Linked DNA regions of Mus musculus: region 2 is linked to region 1. Evidence: chromatin contacts called from public Hi-C data. All regions are on one chromosome and are shown on one strand. The core of a region is the stretch at or near the end of the contact, and the rest is flanking DNA. Distances in the headings are between cores, read along the strand shown.

Evidence for each region. A called contact is a pair of places that touch in the nucleus more often than the background predicts.
Region 2: a Hi-C map of cortical neurons shows a contact between it and region 1, with 2.8 times the contacts expected there. The contact joins two enhancer-like sites. A contact is called at or near these places in 2 of 39 promoter capture datasets (the 3T3-L1 cell line and pre-B cells), 2 of 484 Hi-C or Micro-C datasets (both in cortical neurons) and 2 of 9 other capture datasets (embryonic stem cells and liver).

The regions. Positions count from the first base shown.
Region 1 is chr13:56,101,066-56,108,097 of GRCm38.p6, reverse strand. Macroh2a1 (macroH2A.1 histone) reads left to right here. Exons shown (of 9, transcript NM_001159513.1): 3 at 3,103-3,209; 4 at 3,599-3,796. Among named protein-coding and RNA genes, the nearest start is that of Gm31485, 17 kb to the left of the region's middle. Within about 2 kb of position 4,172, at least 36 of the 459 cell types and tissues checked have an H3K27ac peak or open chromatin away from gene starts, as enhancers often do. A contact at or near this core is called in cortical neurons, where this site is marked.
Region 2 is chr13:56,418,111-56,425,155 of GRCm38.p6, reverse strand. It overlaps Gm46418 (a long non-coding RNA gene), which reads right to left. Exons shown (of 7, transcript XR_003950506.1): 7 at 1,344-2,555. Among named protein-coding and RNA genes, the nearest start is that of Gm3045, 5.0 kb to the left of the region's middle. Within about 2 kb of position 2,620, at least 13 of the 459 cell types and tissues checked have an H3K27ac peak or open chromatin away from gene starts, as enhancers often do. A contact at or near this core is called in cortical neurons, where this site is marked.

The DNA of each region.
Region 1 (7,032 bases), core at 2,923-5,422:
TGCCTCACATACTGGCCATTCTCCTTGCCTCACACCCGTGGCTCTGGTGGGTGTGAAGCCCAGGTATGGTACTCTCTAAAGCTCTGGCCTGTGCAGCCTTGTGTTGAATTCCGTTCCTGCTGGTAAGATAGGAACCTCGATGCCTCTGTGTCCCTTCTCAAACATGGGGCTGTTCGTCTCTGTGTGAGGACTGAGCAAAAGGATGTCCTGGATTTAGGGAAGGCGACCTGCTGTTCCCAGTGCGACTGAGTCCCCCTTGCCCTGTCCCACTGCTATTATGAAAGTGTTCAAGAGCAGCCAGGGACTCAAGTCTTTATGCATGCATAGCAGGTTTTGCATGGGGCTTAGTTGTTAATAATAAACATATACATATCATCTCCAGTGTGCTGGTACGTGCACCACTGTAGCTCTTAGGAGACTTGAAGCAGGAGAATCACAGGTTTGAGGCTAGCCTGGCTACCGAGAAGGTCAGGCCAAAGTGAGATCCTGTCTCAAAGCAAGCACAGTAGACAGTCATCAGTACCCTAAGTTTCAGGCTTGGTTTACCTGCTGAGGGTTAGGTCTGTTACTATGTGTTGCTAAATACAGGCCCCCGAGGTCTGGTTGCCACTGACAAGGAGATCCTCATGCACACCAAGCTATGCTGTGTAACTTTGCTCCTTAGTTTAAAACTGTTGGTTGAATAAAGATGCCTATAGCCTGTAGCTGGGCAGAAGAGAGGTGGGTGGGGCTTCAATTACCAGGCTGGGTTTGAGGAGAGACCTTGAGGAGAAGAAAGAGGAAGATGCCATGGGGCAGGTCGATCATGAGAGCATGGCATGAGGGTTGACCAGATAGAGTAGGAGCAGCCCAGGCGGAACATGGCAGGTTAATTCTTGGGGTTATTAACAGGGAAGTAGACAGAATAGCATAGAGGGTCAATATCTGCCCAGCTCTACTGCTTTAAAGGCTTCTTATAGATATAAAGGTTTTGTGTCTCTTATCCGGGAACTAAATGATCAAAGGTGGAGTAGAAAGCCCCGGATAATGTTTAACACCACACCTACCAGTTTATACCCACTTATTCCAGGAGGCATCCATGCGCTGGCCATGTCAGAACAATCTAGAAAATACAGCATAACTGGAGTATTAGAGGATCTTTAGTGTAGCAGGTCAGACTGCAGCGGGCATTGAGGAACAGCATGCACGTGCCATGAAGACAGTGAGGATCAGGGATGAGGTGGGCTGGTTGCTAAGAAGGGAGTCGGGAGGGATCCCTTGCTAGCAGGAGAATCCTCAGTGCTGTTGATGACGCTGATGGGCTTTCCTTTGTTTCATGAGGCCACTCCCCAGGCAGGACGGTTTGAGCATCAGGTGCAGGTTGGACTCAGTCTTGCTGTCTTGTTTTAGTCCCTCTCATGATGATTGTTTTGAAGAGACTTTGGACATACAGAAAGCTGAAAAATAATATTGTATTATTTTTTCTTCAATAATTCCTTTTTATTTTTTATATGCATTGGTGGTTCGCTTGCATGTTTGTCCATATGACGGTGTCAGATTGCCTACAACTGGAGTTACAGATGGTTGTGAGCTGCCATGTGGGTGCTGGGAATTGAACCTGGGTCCTTTGGAAGAGAAGCCAGTTCTCTTAACCACTGAGACATCTCTCCAGCCTCTATTGTATTATTCTTAGTCAAGAAATGGTCTATATACTTACTACAAAGGACAGTGTGCTGCTTTGGTACATGCGCACATGGGGGAATGAGGAGATTAATTTGATTAACGTATCTGTCCTTCATATTCCTGTGTTTAGGTTTGGAGGACATTTAAAATATATGTTAGTGATTAGGAAATACATAGTATTATCAACTCTAGTCCCCTCTCTGGGCACATCACTAAGATTTTCCCTAGATTCTAACCTCCTCCTCATACCTCCCAACTGTCATTTCCCCTCTCTCCACCCCCCTCGCCAGTCTCTGGTGATCACGCTCTGTTCGTGGCCTCGAAGTCAGACTTCTTTAGATCTGGTGTCATAGTAAGCTCACAGAGCGTTTATTTACCTTTCTATGCCTGGCTTCTTTCATTTAGACAAGTCACCTGAGGGCTCTAAAGTTCAGGTCCGTCCATGTTACAGAGGGCAGGGTTTCTTTGGCAGAGGGGCTCTGATCACGTGCAGGTTTAACAGGAACTACCACGTTTGCTGTACTCACTGTGCCCCATTCCTAGGTACTTCAGCATGAATCTCCTCTTTTATTTTGATTTTATGTGCATGAGTGTTTGCCTGCATGTGCGTTTATGTGCATACAGTGCAACCAGAGGCCAGAAGCCGATGTCAGAACCCCTGGAACTGGAATTACAAGTGGCTCTGAGCCACTATGTGGGTGCAGGGAATTGAACCCAGGGCCTCTAGAAGAACAGTCTCCAGGCACAGCACTAATTTCTTAGGAGTGGTCATGCTACTATCCAACTTAGGCAAGAATTCTCATGGTGCAACTCCCGTGTTCAGGCCTCTTCACATGTCTCCAGAAGGACTTTGGAGGATTCTGTTAAAGTCACACATTGTAGTTGGTCCTGTATCTAGCTTTTTAGAGCCTGCACTATTCCCACCCTTTTGTTTTGTGTTACTATGACATTGACTGTGTGAGCCTGGTCACAGCTTCCTGGTTTCATATCCCAACATGCAGGTGTTCTTCTTTGATTCAAGCATCAAAGATTTCTCAAACACCAGCTACATCAAGCCCCCTCCCCTTGAGTTCTACAGACGGGTGACACATCACGTGCAGGCATGGTGTCCTTCAGGCCACACTGCAGGTGCATGTAGTTGGCCATGTCCACATCCAAGCACCCCTCACAGGCGGCTCTGTCTGGGAAATGGGAGCCAGAGCTGGATTTAGACCTTAGTCTCACTACTTGTTTACCCAGTGCCCTCTGCTGGTCCCCATTCCTCCTAACCTCTGTTTCAGAACAGAAGGTGGGACCTTTAAGTCCCACCCAGCCTTCCTGTTACATCTCTGAGTGGCTGCCCCAGAAGTACGGCTTGCAGAACACATCTGTCTGGGGATTCGGGGCCATGTGAGTTCTCTCCTGCCCTGAAATGACCTCGTGCTTTTATCTGCCCTACAGCTGAGATCCTGGAGCTGGCTGGCAATGCAGCAAGAGACAACAAGAAGGGACGGGTCACACCCCGGCACATCCTGTTAGCTGTGGCCAATGATGAAGAGCTAAACCAGGTATGCAGGGGTGTGTGTCCATCCTGTCCCCAGACATGCTAGCATATACTCAGACCACCCAGGAGGGGCTATGGTGACTGGCAAGACCCTAAGCATCTATCTCCCTGCCTTTTGGAGCTTCACTGAAAGTAGGGTGGGGAGATGAGGTGGGTGCTCTGCTCTCCCAGGAGTGATAGCATAAATTCAGACCAAGTGAGGGCCCAAGGACTCGAGTCCCATGTGGTAGGTAGGTCTGAGTCCTGCCAGCCTCTTTGTAGTTGCCTTGGAGTCAAGAGCTGTCGCGGCTTGGAGCAGATGCGTGTGAGCAGGGCTGAGCTCCGGCGTCAGGCAGGGCTCTCCTGGAGCAGGCAGTCTGGCTTACCACCTGCGACTTTGGTTTTCCCCATAAGCTGCTAAAGGGTGTCACCATAGCCAGCGGGGGCGTGTTGCCGAATATCCATCCTGAGTTGCTAGCGAAGAAGCGAGGATCCAAGGGAAAATTGGAAGCCATCATCACGCCTCCGCCGGCCAAAAAGGCCAAGTCTCCATCCCAGAAGAAGCCAGTGGCTAAGAAGACAGGAGGCAAGAAAGGGGCCCGGAAGTCTAAGGTACGGGATCTGGCAGGGATATGTGGGATGGGGTAAATAAGGTCACAGGGGACCCCCCTCCCTTCTCAGAGCTGATCCCTGGTGGGGGAACTGACTGAGGAATACGTAGGAGTCCCAACACACTGGCTACTCGAGAGTGGCTCGGGGAACCTGGGTTCAGCTGGAAGACTGGTCATGGGGATGGGTAGTGGCTTCCAGGAGCAGCAGGAGGTGGCCGGTAGCCCAGCCGCACCCCTCCTGTACCCGGTCTCCCATGTAGATGCCTGGGCCTGTGGAAAGGTTTCCCTGTGCCAGGGATCACTAATAATACCGTCCTCAGAGGGGCCATCTGTGCACATGCCTGGATGCTCAACTCTACAATCTCATTGTGTTGCCATGGCTACATGTCCTCCTTGGGTGCTCCAGCAGGAGAGCTCCAGACAGCTGTCTTTCAGAACACTTGCTTCAGTCCGGAAAGAAAAGCAGTGCACTCTTCAGACAGTTGCTCCTAGGCCGAGCTTCACCCAAAAACGTTGTCCTAGATGCTGGTCCTCTGTGGGAGCCTCCCAAGCACGGCCTAGAGTTGCTTTGATGGGGAAGGGCAGACATACCCCCATCTGTTGGCCTTGTTTTGGGGCCTGTGTTATCGAAAGAGAAGAAAGAGAAGGCACTGTGTCTCCTTACACATACTCGTGAATGCAAACAACACCCCCAATACCTTATTTCCAAGACCCAGAATTGTCCCCCACTCATGGAGAGAGAAGCCTGACCTTGAAGAGAGGCCAGTATTTCTAGATACTAGAAAGCCTTCTACCTTGCTCAGGAGTCCAGGAGGAGGTGGCAGTGGGGACAGGCAGGGAAGGGACTTCCCTCTCCCTGTATTTGCAGTTTGGAGGAAGGGTAGGGCGGAGGAAACAGGACAAGCCCTAGGGTACCTGCTTTGGAATGCCAGGAGAAACACAGAGAAGCCAAGTCTCTTCTCCCTTAAAAATGGCTGCCCACAGGGAGGTCCTGGCATTGGGTGCTGGTACCAGCAGGGTAGAACCACGTTTCCAGCTTGACCCTTAACCTGGCTGCATCTTAGCCTTGCCCTCTTTCCTACACTCAAGTCATGCCATCTGAACACCTTAGATGTATGTGCTGGAGCAAACTTGGCTGAGCCTCATTCCCCCTGACCTTAGTCTTCTCTTGTTCTTTTCTGCCCAGTGACTTCCTGACCTTTGCAGCTTACCAAACTCTTTATGGAGTGGGAGAGTGTATGTGTGAGTATGGGGGATGGGGAGGGAGAGAGAGAAAGAGACAGAGACAGGGGAGAGACAGAGAGGTGTGCGTGTGTGCGTGCGTGTGTGGTGTATTTCTGTGTCCCTCCAGCCCCTAGTAGCTGTGTTTCTAATAACCATATGTCAGTAATCACTCAAACATTCAGCTTTTCTCTTGATTACAAAAGCAGGGAGCCTGTGATGGTGGTCTGTTTTTCTTCCACACAATAAAACACATTGTCTGCTTACTGTACCAGTATTTGGTTAACATTAAACCCTGGGGGAAGCTGAAATTGGAACCGTGAACAGCTAATTTTCAAAACATTTGTTTAATGTAAATTGTGGTGTCAGCTCCCAGAAACAGTGGAGGCCCGGCATTTCCATGTTTCATGGAACGTTATGAAAAAAAAAATCACCTTTCCCGGGGCATGCGCAGAGCGCCCCACCTCAGGGACGTGCTAAAACACTTGTGCTGAAAGGGAGTTGGTATTTTTCAAGTGTCAACACTGGAAGTCCAAATCATAATTTCCTCCCTCAATTCTATATAATTTGACGGTTTTGAAAATGTCCAGTGTAATAGCCGAGTCAGCTGCAGGGAGCAGGCGGAAGGCACAGAAAGCCCCCGAACGCAAGCACTCCAGGCCAGCACTCTGGCTGTGCCCTAGGCTCTTCCTACTTGGGTGGCCTCAGGCAAGCCTGCCCCCTTCTCTGCCTTGGCCCGCCTTGGCCCGCCTTGGCCGGCCCTAGCCCATAAAATGACAGCGCCTGTTCCAACTCTACAAGCCAGTGACTCTGGGCATATTGCATAATGTATTTTTGTATATGTAATGTGTATAAGTTTGGCAGGCAAAAAAAGTATGCAGGAAAAAAAATCCTGCCCCTATCACAAACTATAATGAATTAATAACCTACTTTCCAGAAAGTCTATGTATATAAAAACATGTACTTGCGGAAACCCTCCCTATTCTAGATGTGTAAAACACAAGTCACGCAAGCACTGTTTTGGCCGTGTAGTGTTCTAGTCTGTGACCTGGCTGTATTCTAGTTCTGCCGCTTGTGTGTTCTTGGTAGGTTCCCTGTGGTGCTCAGTTTCCCTGTCTCTGGGGTGAAGCTAAGCAGGAGGAACCTGGGAGAGATTAAGCCAGAACTCAGGCAACACTAGCAACAGCCTGTGTCCTGAGGGAGCCGCGGCTACCCCGACTGTGTCTCAGTGCTGCCATCCCAAACCCGCCCTTTTCCTATGTGAGGACCCCAGGTGAGGAGGTTGTCCTCATTGCTCACTACCTGTCAGAAGACCAGGCTGATTGTGGCGAGTGCCTTGGCTTTCAACCTGTGGGTCACAGTCACATATCTGATACCCTGCCTATCTGTTGCAGGATATTTGATCACACCATGAACCCCGAGATTGTGTTGTTTCCTAGAAAAACCTGTTTCTGGTTATGGTGTGGCTCAGCCTTAGGGCACACCTTTAATCCCAAACAATGAAGGGAAAGTTAGTTTGTAGAAGGAAGGGCCGTCTTTGAAAGTGATGTCTAATTGAATGGCACACAAAGTCATGGATCAGAGAAAGATTTGACAGGATAGGATCTGCCCGACTCTCACAAGAAGAGAGAGGAAAGGGAAGCTACTTGAGGCACAGTGCAGAGGGAGAGGAAGAAGGTCGTCTAACCAGGACAGTTGTACTGAGACAGATTGAAGAGAGAACAAGCTAGACACAGGATAAGACAGAATGAGGCAGAGAATGAGAAGGAGCCAGAAGATCAGAATAGATTGCTAGAGTTAGTTTGAAGCCAAGCAGAGCAACTCAAGAGACACTGAGAGAATCCAGTTTGAATCAGCCTGAGAGAGAGGAGCTTGAGTCAGAACAGCTGAGTTGAACCAGCCAGCCAGAGCTCAGAAAGAGGTAGGAAGGGTAAGCTTATTCAGCAGCAGGTCTCAGACACTGAAGATAATCTAGGCCTGGATTAGATTGTATGGAGGCCAGAAGCTTCCAGGACT
Region 2 (7,045 bases), core at 1,371-3,870, 320 kb before region 1:
ATTAGTCTATTGGGTTCTCTTGCTCACACGCTGCTCCTGACTGTGGTCCTGTCACCGTGTGAGCCAATGGCACCCTCGCTTCTCCAACTGGTGGAGCGGCATCTAGAGTGGACATATCACTAACCCACTGTGGATGGTGTTTCTTTGTTCAACGGAATTTTTATCTTTGTTTTCAGTAGTCCAAGCTGCGCCGGGGCATGGTCTCCCCAGAGCACATCTTTTTGGGGTGCACGGACACTCTGCATATCCCATGAGTCTTTATTTCTTCGAGCATTTCTCCAACACTATTTCTCCCCTTATCTTGGAAATCTAACAAGGAGCACATCATTAAACCCTAAAAATATTTTCCCACTTGCCTCAAGGCTCATTTTTAAAACCTTCTCCCAATTTTTCAGGCTGCACCATATTTACTGGCATCCCATCCGTGCACCCCTCTTTTCTAGCTGTTGATTCTCCCGCTGGATCATGCAGGGAAATTTTTTCATTCAGATTTTATGTATTTCCATCCTAACACTTCTGCTTGTTCTTTTTAAAAGTATCTTTTAAAAGTTCTTCGTGGACATACGGCTCCTTATTCCTCTTCCGTCCATCGCTCCGGATCTGAGGGAGCATGCGCACACCGCAGCCTCTTCCATACATCTCTCTGGATCCGAGGGAGCATGCATGCGCTCACCGCAGCCTCTTTTGAAGTCTTTGTCTGGTAATCCAGCAGCCAGTGACTCACCTTGGGATTTGAATGTATTCTTTTCCCTTGAGAACTGGCGGTGCTTTCCTGGCTCTTTGCATGCTGGGTAGATTTGGATTATTTTAGAGATGGGAAATGTCATTGTGTGTAGATGTTGGATTCTACCCATAATCCTCTGTCTGAGAGCCATTGGTATTTTGTCCTAGCCAGTGTTCAGTTTGCTTAGATCTAATCTCAGGTTCAGCATCGCCTTGTGCGGACAGTGGTTCCGGTCTCGGGCACTGTCCTGATTTGGGGTTGTCCCTAGCAGGCACTATTTAGCAAGTGTAGTTTTAAAAATAGGGACATGGTATATATTTCAGTTTGATTCTCAAGGTTTTATGCCACTGTTTGGGTCTCTGTGATTTGTGCATAGCTCAGGGGTCAAGCTAAGCCTACTGCTTGTTCTCACAGAATTAGGGGGCTGTTTTTTTAAATTATGTATAATCCTGGATATTCCTAACACCACCTTTCCAGATGTGTCCCCCAATCAGATTCTGTTGGCACTCCCTTGTGCTGTATCCTTTTGCCTCTGCTGTTTCCATGAGAAGGAAGAAAAACAGAAGAAGACAGGGGAGTGAGGAAGAGGAAGAAAAGAGGAGGAGGAACAGAGGGGGTGAGGGAGGACCAGACAAGGAAAGAGCAGGGTGAGGGAGGAGGGAGGAGCACATGGCTGCTCACAGATTTTTCTCTCCCCCGCCCCCCCAATCTGCATTCACTCACCTTTTAGAGTTCTCACATAGCAGCTTGTATGTTCTATTTAGAATTTCCAGTCACAGTAGGACTGGGCTGTCAGGAGCTTATATTATCATCTTATCCTCATTTTTGCCTGTTCTTGTTGTTGCATAGCAAACACTCCTTATATATGCAGGATACAAGCCCCTTGTCGAACATTTGCATTGTGAATATTTTCTTCTTAGGAATGCCTTCCTAATGTTGTTATTGAGGACTTTCTGGGAAACAAAAGTTTACTTTTTTTGTTTTTTTAATGAAGTTCAGTTTGTTTTTACTTAAATCGTGCCAGTTCATCCCTGCAAACAGCCAAGAGATAGGAAAAGACTTATGCGGGGGTTGCACAATGGTGGACCCACGGCCCACTACAGAAGCCTACGCCAAGGATTCACTTAACGTACATGTTCATATGAACATCCTGAATCCCAGGGTCAGAGTCAGATCTGGAGACACCGCACTCCAGGCTGCGCTCCCAGCTTCTGTTTGCCAGGAATCCTGTTCTCTGCCCAGAGAGTACACATTGTGGGTAGGAGGGACCCTGGCCCCACGATGAATAACAGCAAAGGTTGAAAGCTTGAAACTCCTGATTTTCGGGAGCACGTGGTCCGCGCTGCTGGGCGCAGGCAGGGTTGGAGGAGACAGACTCTGAAGGCTGGGGTCTGCGGGATGCTGCAGGGCTGGCTGCAGTCACAGTATCTCTGTGGGACAAATGCACAAGCACTGGTCCCCAGGATGCAGGGCTCGGAGGAGGAGACCCAGGCCCAGCAGCCCACCGGAACACTGCTGCAGTGCACTTCCGGCCCCTCAGGGGGAAATCAACAGCGGCCTGCTTCCTTGTTGGGAGAAAAAAATATCTCCCAAACCCTTTGCATTCGCCTTCACGTGCCAGTCCCGGTGCTAGTCCCATGTTTGCCCAGAAGCCGCTCCTGGGGTTTGGCAGAACCTGTTTGGACAGCATCAAGGCTCACCGTGGTCCATCAGGAGCAGAGCCTTCCCCTCCCCATGCTTCTGGCGTCATCCTGCCAAGATTTTCTTGCTCAGGGAGGGGCTTTAGTAGCATTTCAATTCTTCACCATCTCAGAGCCGTGTGCCAGGGACCCTGTAGGTAAAGGGCGTCGGAATCAGCCAGATGTGTAAGAGTACATATACCACAGTTCCCTCAGAACTCAGTACTTACCGCCTTGTCCACAAGGGGGCGACTGATTTCCATTTATTCTGGAAGGTCCCTATTGGGTCGTCATTAATGATTACTTAAGATGATATTTCTGTTTCTTTGTGTGTGATTGTTTCAGAGAAACCAAATCTCTTTATGCAAGGGTGGCGCCATTTTCCTCCCAGCTGACAACTTTCAGATGGCCGTTTGTTTGAAAACATATTTCCGAATCATTTACACACATCTTCCCCTGCAGTTAGTCACGGGGTGGGGGATTGGGAGTGGGGTGTCTTCTAACAAATACCACATCTCGACCACTGAGAACAGAGTCTTGTGGTCTTCCGCACCGAAATCAGGCAAATTATTTAAATTCACAGGAAAGGGGGGGGGCGCGTCTTTTTGTCAACATCAAACAGAAAGCATTCTCTCTTTGAACATGTAAATCCCTTAAACATATTCAAGAATTTTAACAAGCATTCCAGAAAGCTATCCTGTTACTCTTTGAAGCCCTGGAAGGATTTTCTTAAAGTAGTCACAGGCTCCTCAGGGCTGGGAGAGCCTTTGCTGTGATGGAGGTAGGAGCTCAGACCCTGGGAGCCCCTCTGTTCCAGAGAGGACAGGCAGCTATCCAGAGAACAGGTAGGCCAAAGGATGGTGAGAATCTTCCAGAAAGAAGAGACAATGGATCCATTTCCTATCTGCTCTGCATCGTGGGGCAGTACGGAGACCTGTCTGCTCGTTCTCAAGGACGACTAGCCGCAGCTCTGGACTCAGCAGCTCCATCCGGGAAACCATGTGTCCCTCAGGGGTCATGAAACTGAAAAAGTCTACACAGTTCAGCTGTGTCTCCTTTGGAAATGGCGGAATGTTTTCAGAGGCAGGTTATTGATGATGGTGTTGTCAATAACGGGGATTGGGAGGGGGGAGATGAGTTAGAGAAATGAAGCTGTACTCATATCACACCACATGACATGAAAAGAACAACACAGACCTGTGTTTACGGTCAGGGAAATTAATAGAACTTTCCACTTACTAAGGGAGAGTTGGCCAAGGAGGTTCTCTAAGATTCTTAGGCAAGGCAAAGGAACCAGAGAGAGTTCTGGGCCATGCATGGGTCAAATGAGGTAAGTCCCCCCAGATTCTCTGTAGCCACAGTGGTCAGGACCACATGGGGCTGGCAGGGACAGACGGATGCGTCAGTGAAACAGAACCGGAAGTGGACGCGCACAGCCACGCACAACAGGAGTATGAAGGAGAGAGAGTCTACAGGGCTGGGAGACAGTCTAACAAAGGACAGCGGAACTTTGGGTGTGTTTGAGGAAAAAACCTGAGCTTCAATGAAAATCAATATGAAACTAAATGTAAGAAGTACATAGCACCTCAAAAGTTTAGGAGGGAAACGAAGACACAGGGGGGAAAATAGCTTGTAACCATAACAGGGTAAGGGTCTGAGGGCATCAAAAGCCTGCGTAAAGAGGTCTGGGAAATTAACCCCATGGAAGTAAGACTTCTGCTCTGAGAAACATCCCTCTAAAAGGAGGGAAAGTGACATTCAAAAGGGGGAAAGAACAGGAAAAAAAATTAACAAAAACAAAAACCTCCCAGAGCATACTGCGACAAGTCACTGCAGGACCTTAGAACTGAGCCTGACCAGCGAAGCACTCTGTGGCTCCATTAGAGAGTGGACGAATGACCAGGGGAGACAGTTCACCAGACCACCTACAGGTGACCTGTGAGCACCTGAGAAAAGGTTCGGCATAAGCAGCCTTTAGGAGAATGCAAATTAAAACCACAGTGAGACACCATACACACACACACATACACACTGGTACACACGGCATCAGAACACAGACACCACATACACACATACACCACACCACACAAACACCACACCACACATACACACACCCCACACACATACACTCATCAGAACACAGTGAGTCACCATATACACATACACACACATACCACACACCATACCACACACACATACACACACACACCTCACACACCCCACGCATGTACACTGCATCAGAACACAGACACCACACACACACACACACACACACACACACACACACACTGGGTCAGAACAGCTATTTAACAAATGACTAGCAAATGCTAGAGACACCCATGAAACAGGGTCACTCTGACCTTACAGATAAGAATACAAAATAGAACAACCAGTCTAGCAGGAGGAGGCTGCTTAACAAAGTATGTAACGCCCACAGAATCCAGCATTTGCACTCCCGAGAGCACACACACCAAAATCCGCATAAATTATGTGAGATTTATCCATGGGTGAAAGGGTAAACCAACTGTGGTATGTCCATACCACAGGGTGCTAGTCAGCCATAGAAAGGAACGAATTATTCAAAAATACACATGCTTAGTGAGGAGCCAGACAGTGCGCTGAGGAGAACAAGCGAATGCAGAGCGTCACTCTGGAAATACGGAATCTCAGAAGAGAACAGCTCAGCTCCTAAACTTGCAAACTGTTGGGTGGTCGGGATAGAAGGGAGGTGGAGAGGCTGTAGGGAGACAACATGGCGGAAACAAATCTGTCCCCTTGTGACGATGTCAATGGAAATATTCTTATTGACTGTATGGAAGCCAGTATCCTGGTTCCTGGGCTGACAAGATGGCTCGGAGGGTAAAGGTGCTTGCTGCCAAGTGTGATGATTTGGGTCGACTCCTGGAACTTACAGTGGGAGGAAAGACATGATTCTCCTATCTTGTTTTCTGACCTCCAGGCTGACCTTGAACTCCTGATCCTCCCCATGCCTGGTTTGAGGCAGTTTGGGGGTAGGCTGAACCCATGGCTTTACGCATGCTAGGCAAACAGCCTGCCCATAGAGCCCACCCTTCATTGTTTGTTAAAACCCCGTGTGAATCTCATGATCTCCAGACTCAAAAGTTTAAAAGGACAGAGCATGAAAGTGCCCTGAAAACCAGAAGCTGTGGATTTGTGTCCTGGCAGATGTGAATCCTAGGGCTTCGCCGGGACCCTCACATTTGCTAATCATCCAGATGACGTGGTCAAGTCCTAGGCACACTGTGCGCTCCAGGAGACCCCTGGCTGGTAAGCTATGGGGTGAAGCAAGTAAGTACCTAAATGTCTCTGCAGTTCCTCCTGAGTCCTGAGGATACTCCCTTCCCCAGCTTGCTAGGGAGGGAGGGAAGGAGGGAGGAGAGTGGGAGGGCAGCACCTCCCTCCCTTCAGTTCAGGGTTGCTAGTAAGGCTGGCCAGCCTGGCCAGGCTCCCTGGGAGGCAGCCTGCACCGCTCACACCAACACTCACACCGCCCTACACAAGTGAGATCTTGCAGTCAGTTAACATCCATCAGCACGCAGCAAATGAGCAAGCAGCAGTAATTAAAGCTCACGTGTTCCTTCTCTCCAGAGTTGTCCTTCTCTGGGTCTAGAGTCCTTAACAAGGACAGCTTTCTCCAATTAAACAACCACAGGTAGCTTCACAAATCTCAGCTGTCCGCCTAGTAGCCAGGAGGTAAACACAGCGGCGACTTCGTGCCCTGCAAGGTCATCTGTCAGCTGCTCCTAACGAGGACACAGCTATCAGAGATGTAAACAAGCCATCAGTCTGAGGGGACTGTCTGGGGGCGCTGAGTAAGGTGGCTGGGAAACCTCACCAGGCAGCAAGTAGGATACAAAGGCAGGCGCCCGAAGGGAGAGCAGTGTGGACCACAGAGCCAAAGCAAGGCCTCAGAGGAAGCCTGGGAATCCTGGCAGGGGTTGGCTCTCTAGGGACGCTCTCCACAGTACAGTGCTAACAGAAGATGGGGTTGAGGGTACACACTTGCTCTGTTCCCTGCCTGAGTGCCCTGCCTCCAGGTCTGCACTTAGTGGGTCCCTCCAATCCTGCCTCTTCCTCAGAAGAGCCATTTCCTCTAAGCTGGCCTCTGGGCCTACCTCCAGTCACATGCTACTTGGCTGTCTCCTCAGAGCACTACCTCAGGAAGCACACTGCTTGTCTGGTAGCCTGCTGAGCCCCTCAAAGTGGAGGAAGTTGTCGATCCACGTGTGTTTTATTCACTCCATGTCTACCAACTTCACCGAATGCCCGCTGATGCCTCTACTCCATCCTAGAGGCTTCATTCTGTCAGGAGAGCTTTGGGTTCCCCAGAGAACAGGACGATTCAGATTCCGGGTGGCTTTAAATAACCACAGGTAGCTATGATATCATATAGGGATAGAATAATTGGGGTAACTTGTCTAATCTAGGTGGGCATCTTGTATTATTATCAACTGGTTCTGAAATTATTGTGTGGGCATTGTGAATTGAGAATGTATTGATATATAAATCTGACAGATTAATTATAAGCATCTAGAGTTTTTATTTACTGGGTTACTGGAATTTGAGACTGCCGATCACAGTGGGTTTATGGCTGAGAAGGTACAGGGGGCTAGGAGATAGG